Regions from separate parts of the Mus musculus genome. Here regions 1 and 2 are each linked to region 3. Evidence: chromatin contacts called from public Hi-C and promoter capture Hi-C data. All regions are on one chromosome and are shown on one strand. The core of a region is the stretch at or near the end of the contact, and the rest is flanking DNA. Distances in the headings are between cores, read along the strand shown.

Region 1 (2,700 bases), core at 42-2,541, 240 kb before region 3:
GGCACATTATCTCGTAGACATCATGATCAAATGTTATTGTTTGCTTTATTATCTCAGTTGGATGGTTGGCTAGTCTAGGATGAAATAGGTTGAAGGCAATCCTCTCAGCCCAGAAGTCTGAATGAGGTTCCCATTCAAATGATCCTGATTGTTTGGGGGTGGGGCGGGGTGATTAGTAAACCAACTGAGCTTACACTGCATAGTAAGCGTCTGGATGCAGCACATTTACATCTAACAAGAGACCCCAGAAAACGTGTGTGTGTTTCTTAAACCTTATGTTGCGAACAAAAGGCTATCTCAGCCACAGACAATCAGCACGGCACTGCTCCCTGGGATGCGAGCCACACACTCAACTGCACATTTCATTCTTCCTCAGCTCCCAGCACCACAAAGCCCCGACTCTCTTCCTTCTCCTGGGTCCCCAGATTGCTCCATAGCGGGGGGCTGGGAAAGCTGAAGCCCCAGGTCTCTGCCTGCGCACCAACAGCCCTCACCGTGGGCCCCCGGGCGCTGCTCTCCCCTGCCCGAGCCGCCTGGGGGAGGTAGGGAGGGGAGCCGGGGGAGCTTGAGAGGGGACCGCACACCTAGATACTTAGGGTTTTTATTTATTCCCGGGGAGGTGGAGGCGGTGAAGTGGGTTCAAGCTGATCTGCCTCCCCAACTTGCCTCTCCCTAGCAGATAAAGTCATTTTCGGACTGGTGCGGGGAGCCTCGGGGATAGGGGACGTCCCGGCTCCACGTCCCGGTCCCCGTCCCGTGCGCGCAGCAGCAGGGAGGGCTGGCCAGGCTACGGTGGTGACCGGAGGACCGGGGAGGGGCCCTCAGGGACGCGCGATCGCGCGTGGACAGCGGGGCTCGCTTCCCCCGGGGGCGTCGCTCCCCGCGCGCGGGCTGGGCCGGGCTCCGCGTCCCCGCGCGCCGGCATGACCTCGGGGCCCCCTCCGGGCCGCGGGAGCGCAGCTGTGAGGCTGGGCGGCCGCCGAGGCCCGGGCCGTGTAACATGACCCGGCGGCCGGCCATTGCGCCCTCCCTGTCCGCCCGCGGCCGGGCGCCGCTCGCCGCCTCCCGCCTCCGCTCCCCCTGCAGTCCCGGCCCGCGCCGCCGCTCCCTCCCGGGGCTCCCGGCCCGCCGCGCTCCAACGCCCGCCTCTCGCCACTGCCTCCCGACGCCCGGCCGCGCGGCCGCCTGCGTCTCTTTCTCCCTCTCTCCTTTGAAAACTGATCTTTGGCTCTTAGTGTGAAAGTGATTTGAATTTGGCTCGGCGGCGCTCTGCGCCTGCGCTCAGCCTCTGGCATGCTGGCTCCTTCCAAGCAGCTGTTTTGGGTTTGAAATTCCAACATGGCAGAGGCTGCAGTCCGTCTTCCCTTCAAAAACTTGGAATGATTTCAAATCATAGGCACCTTCACTTAACCCTAGCTTCCATTCATCAGCAAACACATCGGATCGATGCTACGCTAACCTATCGGGAGCTCGCTCTGCGCGTCCAGGTAAGGAGAGCTTCGTAGTTTTTTACCATCTGTTTAAATTTTTTGTTTTTGTTTTATTTTTAAAGAATATAGATAGATCCAAGACCTGTAGTGAGAAGAGGTCTCAGAGTTGTGCCGTAAACAGTAAATTTAATTTGCATTCGTTTCTATTTTGTACGCCAACCTGCTGTCTAATTTCTCTGTACAAAGTAGCCCTGAAACATTATGATGCATATTTCTGCAGCTTAATCGTTATAACAATAGTATGGGATTAAGAGTTCGTGACTGCAAGAATCTCGCTTTTCGCGATATTGGGCTTACTCACTACTATCTTTTTACCTCAAAAAATAAAAAAAATAAAATAAGAAAGCGGAGCCATAGGGTGGGGCTAGACTTTCTTCGGGAACTAACTTCTAAGTAAATAAGAAGTGTAAATAAGAATCTTGCACACACACAAAAAGTTGAGGTTAAATTACAATCTCGTGGCTGGGGGATCGAGAAAAATGTCAGAGGATCGGTTGCAGAAAACTGTAAGCACATCATGCGGGAGGGGGTACAGCGTGGTGGGCGTATTGTTGGCAAGGAACGGGAGAGAAAGATGTATAATTTAATGGTATATACAATCCACTGATCCTATTACCGTCCTCCCCGGAGCTCTTGTTAGTTTCAATGGGAGTGAGTGAAATTGACATGGACTTGTATTCCCGGTCATGTGCTTTTTTTCCTTTCTTTCTTCTCCTGTGATCTGAGATCCCCTTTTTGTTGATGTTGCTTTCCCCCTTAATTATATGCATGTAGGTTAAATGAATACCTGACGAAAGGGCCCACGTTTCAAGGCAGTGACATTTGATAGCTGAGAGGAAAAGTGGCTTTAATGAAAAGCAACCTTTGGAATTCCTGCTTGTGAGAAATCCAATTCAGCTTTTTGTGCTACCAGCAAGAAATGATCAGTAGCACCAGTGTTTATGGTATGTCAGTTTTGGAATTTACTTCCTTTGCATTTAAATAGGGAAGACAAATTAAATAGCATGATAAAAACCATTGGAGGCTGCTTGGGAACCAGATGCTCATGATGTCCAATTCTTTTTAAACATGTCTATGTCTGTTTATTTTAATCTGTCACTGTGCTTTTTTTTTTTTTTTTGTATTTGCTTTCACTTCTTTATGCATTTCAGTTTTTATTAATATGTTATTTGCGGACACTTTCATTGGCTTTAGCTCTAATCTTGAAGTT
Region 2 (2,700 bases), core at 143-2,642, 150 kb after region 3:
GAATTGCCAGACACTGTTTCAATTCTTCATTTCTAGTCAGTGTGTGCAGAAGAAAACAATGTTTAAGCTTGTTCATTTTATCCTTGAATATCTGGATTCAAGACATGCTTGGACATCTTAAAAGGGCTTCCAATCCTGACTAAAAGGTTTGCCACCATTTCAGAATGCACAGTAAGGACAAAGAATTGCTGTTAATCAGAGAGGGTATGGCTCTGTAACCAAATATTAAGTTATTGCTAACTTTTCCCAACAAGTAGTATTCACGTTTGAGAAGACTATTATTTTGCCACACTCAACGGAAGAAAGCATTTTATTTAGTAATAGTTCAAATAATGCAGTAAAAATGTCTTTGTGTGCATTTGAACTGGCCCTGGTGGCCTGATTCAGTATTTTGCCCATTTTCTTGGCTTTTTGAGCTTCACGCACACAAAAAGAAATTGTACAAAACACTTAGCACTTTTTTTTTCCTTTTTTTCCTCAAGGCTGGTAATGGGGCTTTCACTGCACAAAGGCAGGGACAAACTATTTGGAAAGGTGAGGGTTCTCAGAAAAACTAGAAAACTCTGCCCATACATTTTGGACTTGCTCTCTTCACTGTTGCTGTATGTTTGCATCCCTAGAATCTCTGAGGATTTATGCTTACCATGTAAAATATAAAATAGGATCATTGGACGGATCCACAAATTTCACATGCAAGATAGCTTTTAAATGGAGGATGGCGAATAATTCATGTTTAAGAATTTTATAAGAGTTACCTTTTGCAAAAGGCAGTTTTCACTGGCAACACTTCCATCTGTGAAGTGAACTAGCTGGCTACTGACTCTCTCTCTCTCTCTCTCTCTCTCTCTCTCTCTCTCTCTCTCTGTGTGTGTGTGTGTGTGTGTGTGTGTGTGTGTAGAGGAGAGGTGGCAGTGAGCAGGTAGAAGGTCAAAGGGTAAATTCCAATTGCTGTGACATATTTTTATGAGCGGAATCATAGCCAGCTTTTAGCCTTGAACAGGAAAGAAAATCTTAGGAAGGGAAGGAACATGAATGGGCTGGTCAGGGAAATCAAGAAGTGCTCTCCCAAATTAGCAGCTAATTGCTCCCTAACCTGCCATATTCATCCATTTGAGCTTTATTTTATTATGCTGGACTTGAAGATTCGTTTTCTAATAAAGAAATGGTAGTAAAATCTCAGTTGCAAATACAAAGTTCTCTTCGAGATTTTTACCTCACTTTTACCAAACAAAAAAGCATGTTTTCCCCCTTCTTTTGTAGGGGGTGGGGTGCCGAGGGGGTGAAGCATCTTTGACAGTTTGAAAGGAGGAGGAGAATATGTGGGAGTTCTCAGAGAAAGGCTGACAAAGCACCGCAGCAGCGGCAGGAGATGGGAAAAGCTCAGCTGCTGGAGAAGAGACAGGAGGACCGCGAGTCTGGCTTTGTTAGAAGCCCGAACTACTGTACTCCAGGTTCCTCCGTTTGTGGGGACCATTTTCTGCTTTGTAGTTGTCATGCAACCAGGCAAAGCGAAAAGGGAAAAAAAAGGGAAACAGAGAAAAGAGAGAGAGAGAGAGAGAGAGAGAGAGAGAGAGAGAGAGAGAGAGAGAGAGAGAGAGAGAGATGTCAGGGGCCGCAGTCCAGGCAGAGCAGCTGCCAGGCCCGCCCAGCAACCCACTCCTTGCAGTCTCCAGCGCGGCAGCGGGGACAGCACTGGCAGCAGCTGCAGGGAGGCCCTGCTGGTCCCCAGCCGGCGCGCGCTGGGGTCAGAATGGGGAGTCCCTCTAGCTCTCATCTTCTGAGCAAGCAAATTCTTCAGATTCCTGCACTGGGGCCCTCTGGATGTCAGCTGACCGGCAGCTAGCTCCCTGGATCCAAACCTGCCATCTCCTGGGACACCCTAAGCGCTCTGGATATGTTCTGGGTGTCCCTGCGCGGTTCACTCCAGGTTTCTCCTCCCTCTTGGTCTGCCTGAGGGTCTCGCACAGAAGTCAGGCAGTTCTGGCAGGAAGCAGAACCTAAACAGGACCATCATTTTCAAAGTTGATGGGACAAACCCAGGCATAACTTGAGATGGAGACCAGTCCCAAGGCTTAAAAGAAGATGCACAAATTAGACAATTTCACTATTAGCAGAGGCAGCATTATGACCCTTTTTGTTGTAAAAGGGACATAAATGTAGCTGTAGATTGAATGAAGTTATAGGCCATAAAAGGGCAAGAGAGAGTAGGGAAGAGATAATAGGCGCTGTCCATCGACTCCTCCTCCCCTCCCTGTGTCAGACCTCCCCAGCAGTGGTGGTGGCAAACAGTCTACCCGCAATAATAAATGAGGGAAGGCGGAAGGATAAATGCCACCGAGCGCGGCCGTGCATTTTAGAGTGGCGACAATTGCTGTTTATTTGCTTTTCGTTTACGAAAATGACAAAGGGCAAGGTTATATGTGAGACACATCTCCGCATTGTGTTTTACTCGTGGTGGTTTTGGGAATCAAGGTGACTGGATGCATAGTAAACTTTTCTTTATTTTGGATGTGGAAAATATAATCTTCTTTCTAAACTAGAGATTTTTCTTTTTGTTAAAGACTTTGGCAGAAACAAATCGAACAACTTTTTTTTCACTGTTTTTCTTCACTAATCCTATGCCCTAAGACTAATAAATTCTTCTCAAAGTTTATGGTAATTCCTATCTATGAAGAAATTTCTATCTATTTGCTGTGCAAT
Region 3 (2,700 bases), core at 131-2,630:
AGAAGTTTTTATTCTAATCAGAAAAAAAAATCTTATTCCTCATCTTAAATTTAGACTCAAATACCAATTTCAAATCCTGCCACTTGCACGAATTGATATTGCATGGTGCAATTTATTTAACATAGGTAATTATTTAAAAATTGAAACACCATTTGGAAAAAGATGTGAAGCAACATATTCCAAAGTCAAATTGAGTGAATACCCTTCCTTCTCTGTGGAAGAGGTTTCCGGGTTAACTCTTTCAGTGAATGTTGAAATGCGCTTTGGCTTTCCATGTTTTCTCTAATCAACATATGGTTTTCGTTTTAATTTTGCAAGGTAATATTTTGGCAGTGGTCTGGAGGAAATTATTGGAAAATGAAAGCATATAAGTATCCCTGTAACTGAAGCCGAGTATTTATATTGCTTGTATATCATTGCATATAATCACCCCTTTAAACAGTCACACTAGAGATTTCTAATTTAAAAATAAAACCCGGCCTGTTCATGTCAGTTTAGTTTGAGTGAACTTCAGTGAAATCTGCAAGCTAAATGGATAAGGTTATCTTGATTTAGTAATGCAAAGTAAAATTTTAATATTTTTGTTGCAATATTTAAAAGTTAAGTTTAATTCAGATTTGATATAAGAAGTATCCTAGTTCATTGAAACCCCACAACTATTAAAAGTATTACAAAATAGTTTCACTAACAATTTTGAATGACAATTTACAAGATAAGTAATATTTGGTCTTTCTATGTTAAACACATCTACAAATTATGGAATGATACGTGTGTGTGTGTGCATGTGTGTCTGTGTGAATTAGTAACAGATTTTTCTGCTCTTAATCATTTTATATAATCTTTTATTGCATCCAGAGTTGTATATCTTAAAGATTTCTTTCTAGCATACCACATAGGAAGGTGAATCTAAAAACTATATAGCCTAAATATATTGGAAAATTTACAACTATTTTTATCTTACATTTCTGTAATTTATTTCTCTATAAGCCATATTAAAATTAGGTGAAAGCTAAGAAAACATAAAAGTTCCCAATTATGTCCAAATGCAAAATAGAAATGGTTTTCTCTTGGCCCTCTTTGCTTCTTTGCAGTTTTCTATTAGTTTCTATTATGTCTGAACATACCTTCTGAAGGAAGATTTAAAAATAAAAAATAACACTCTAGTAATGTTAGTTAGAGGAAAATAAACTTCTAGCTTATATTAATTTGCATCAATGTCTGTAGGCTCAAAGCTGCTCAATCTGTGAGTAATTTCCCACTGAAGTCAGCAGCATTTACCAGATTTCTGAATAAAGCACAGGGAAGCAATTAGAACAGTTTAGTGCCCAGCAGACAGACTGGAGAGCAGCTTTCTGAATCCTTCCATCAAAGCAGAAGCACACTCTTGTTAATAGAAATATTATTTAAAATGCTCAGAGTTGGCAGCTGCCTGGAGCAGACACAAGAGGTCCTGCCTTAGCATAGCCGTCTGCCCTGCCCTGGCTCTGCCCACCAGTGACCAGGGAAATCCCAGAGGGACTCTTGAATTGCCACATTGTCATTTCTTCTGTGGAAAAAAATATCTGTCACTCATATCCCACACTGCCCAAAGTGACACCTGCCAGTCTCTAGAGCAAGGACAGATTACTGTCCTTCTGCCAACTAAATTTCAGCAGTGAGGGCAACCCATGGTGAGGCTATGCTGATAATGGTGGATTCTGAAACAATGTGATAGTCTCTCTCTCTCTCTCTCTCTCTCTCTCTCTCTGTGTGTGTCTTTGTGTGTGTCTGTGTGTGTGTGAGAGAGAGAGAGAGAGAGAAGAGAGAGGGGAGAGAGAGGGGGAGAGAGAGACAGAGAGAGAGGGAGAGAGAGAGGGAGAGAGAGCGAGGGAGAGAGAGGGGGTAGAGAGGGGGGAGAGAGGGGGGGCGAGAGAGAGACAGAGAGAGGGAGAGAGAGGGGGAGAGAGGGGGGAGAGAGAGAGACAGAGAGAGAGAGGGAGAGAGAGAGGTGAGAGTTTGATTTATTTTAAGAAGTCTATTTTTAAGTATATTTGTTTCTTTGAGTGTTAGCACAATGTGCTCTTTGTGGTCCACTTTAACCATAGTAGCACATTTAAAATTGCTTACAAACTGCTTCTAACATATGTATTCCATAAGCTTAGGCCTCACCATGCAGGGTCCTATGATGCTGTTATCACCAAAGAACCAAGGCTTTTAATGATATGGTAAATGTTACCACTGGAAGGCTTCAGAGTTCTTTTTAGGACCCAAACTTATAGTACTTTCTTCTGTCTACCTTCTGATTTTTAAAGGTTTGTGCTATGTGCACATGCATTCCCAGGAGAGACCTGTCATCATGTCACCTGAGGTTATCCAGCATTCTGTCTCCTGGTGATGAGATGGGACAGGACAGAACGTAATGTAGTGCAATGTATCAAAAATGTAAATAATACGCTTTGTGTGATTAGAGATCTGCTGTCAATCCCTACTGTAGGGATCTGAGCTGGGCTTACTGAGGCAGACAGAAGCTCAGTGAACGCCAAACTGGCCATGGTGTTTCAGAAACGATGACACGCGCCACAGTTCACTGATTTCCGCAATTACTTTGGGGTAGTTTGGCACGTATAGAAATGTTCAACAAAAGTTCTCTTGTTGGACACTTCGGGGAAGTAATTTGATTGTTAATTACAAACGCTCAGGGTGATTGCTCTACATAATTGT

Evidence for each region. Promoter capture Hi-C pulls out the DNA fragments that hold promoters and counts their contacts. Hi-C and Micro-C count contacts between places; a contact is called where the count stands out from the background.
Region 1: a promoter capture Hi-C map of second pharyngeal arch cranial neural crest shows a contact between it and region 3, with 2.7 times the contacts expected there. The contact joins the promoter of Fign here to the enhancer-like site in region 3. A contact is called at or near these places in 5 of 39 promoter capture datasets (frontonasal cranial neural crest, liver, maxillary cranial neural crest and 1 more), 7 of 484 Hi-C or Micro-C datasets (the N1E-115 cell line, cerebellar granule neurons, cerebellum and 4 more), 7 of 115 datasets of contacts at active chromatin or transcription factors (craniofacial prominence, embryonic forebrain, embryonic hindbrain and 4 more) and 2 of 9 other capture datasets (adipose tissue and liver).
Region 2: a Hi-C map of cranial neural crest shows a contact between it and region 3, with 2.8 times the contacts expected there. The contact joins two enhancer-like sites. A contact is called at or near these places in 6 of 484 Hi-C or Micro-C datasets (the N1E-115 cell line, cerebellar granule neurons, cranial neural crest and 1 more) and 1 of 115 datasets of contacts at active chromatin or transcription factors (craniofacial prominence).

Annotation. Positions count from the first base shown.
Region 1 is chr2:64,096,629-64,099,328 of GRCm38.p6, reverse strand. Fign (fidgetin) reads left to right here and starts at 1,291. Exons shown (of 4, transcript NM_001267846.1): 1 at 1,291-1,487; 2 at 2,265-2,434.
Region 2 is chr2:63,701,628-63,704,327 of GRCm38.p6, reverse strand. No RefSeq gene overlaps it. Among named protein-coding and RNA genes, the nearest start is that of Gm8541, 130 kb to the right of the region's middle. Within about 2 kb of position 1,392, at least 122 of the 459 cell types and tissues checked have an H3K27ac peak or open chromatin away from gene starts, as enhancers often do.
Region 3 is chr2:63,853,296-63,855,995 of GRCm38.p6, reverse strand. No RefSeq gene overlaps it. Among named protein-coding and RNA genes, the nearest start is that of Fign, 240 kb to the left of the region's middle. Within about 2 kb of position 1,380, at least 5 of the 459 cell types and tissues checked have an H3K27ac peak or open chromatin away from gene starts, as enhancers often do. A contact at or near this core is called in heart atrium and second pharyngeal arch cranial neural crest, where this site is marked.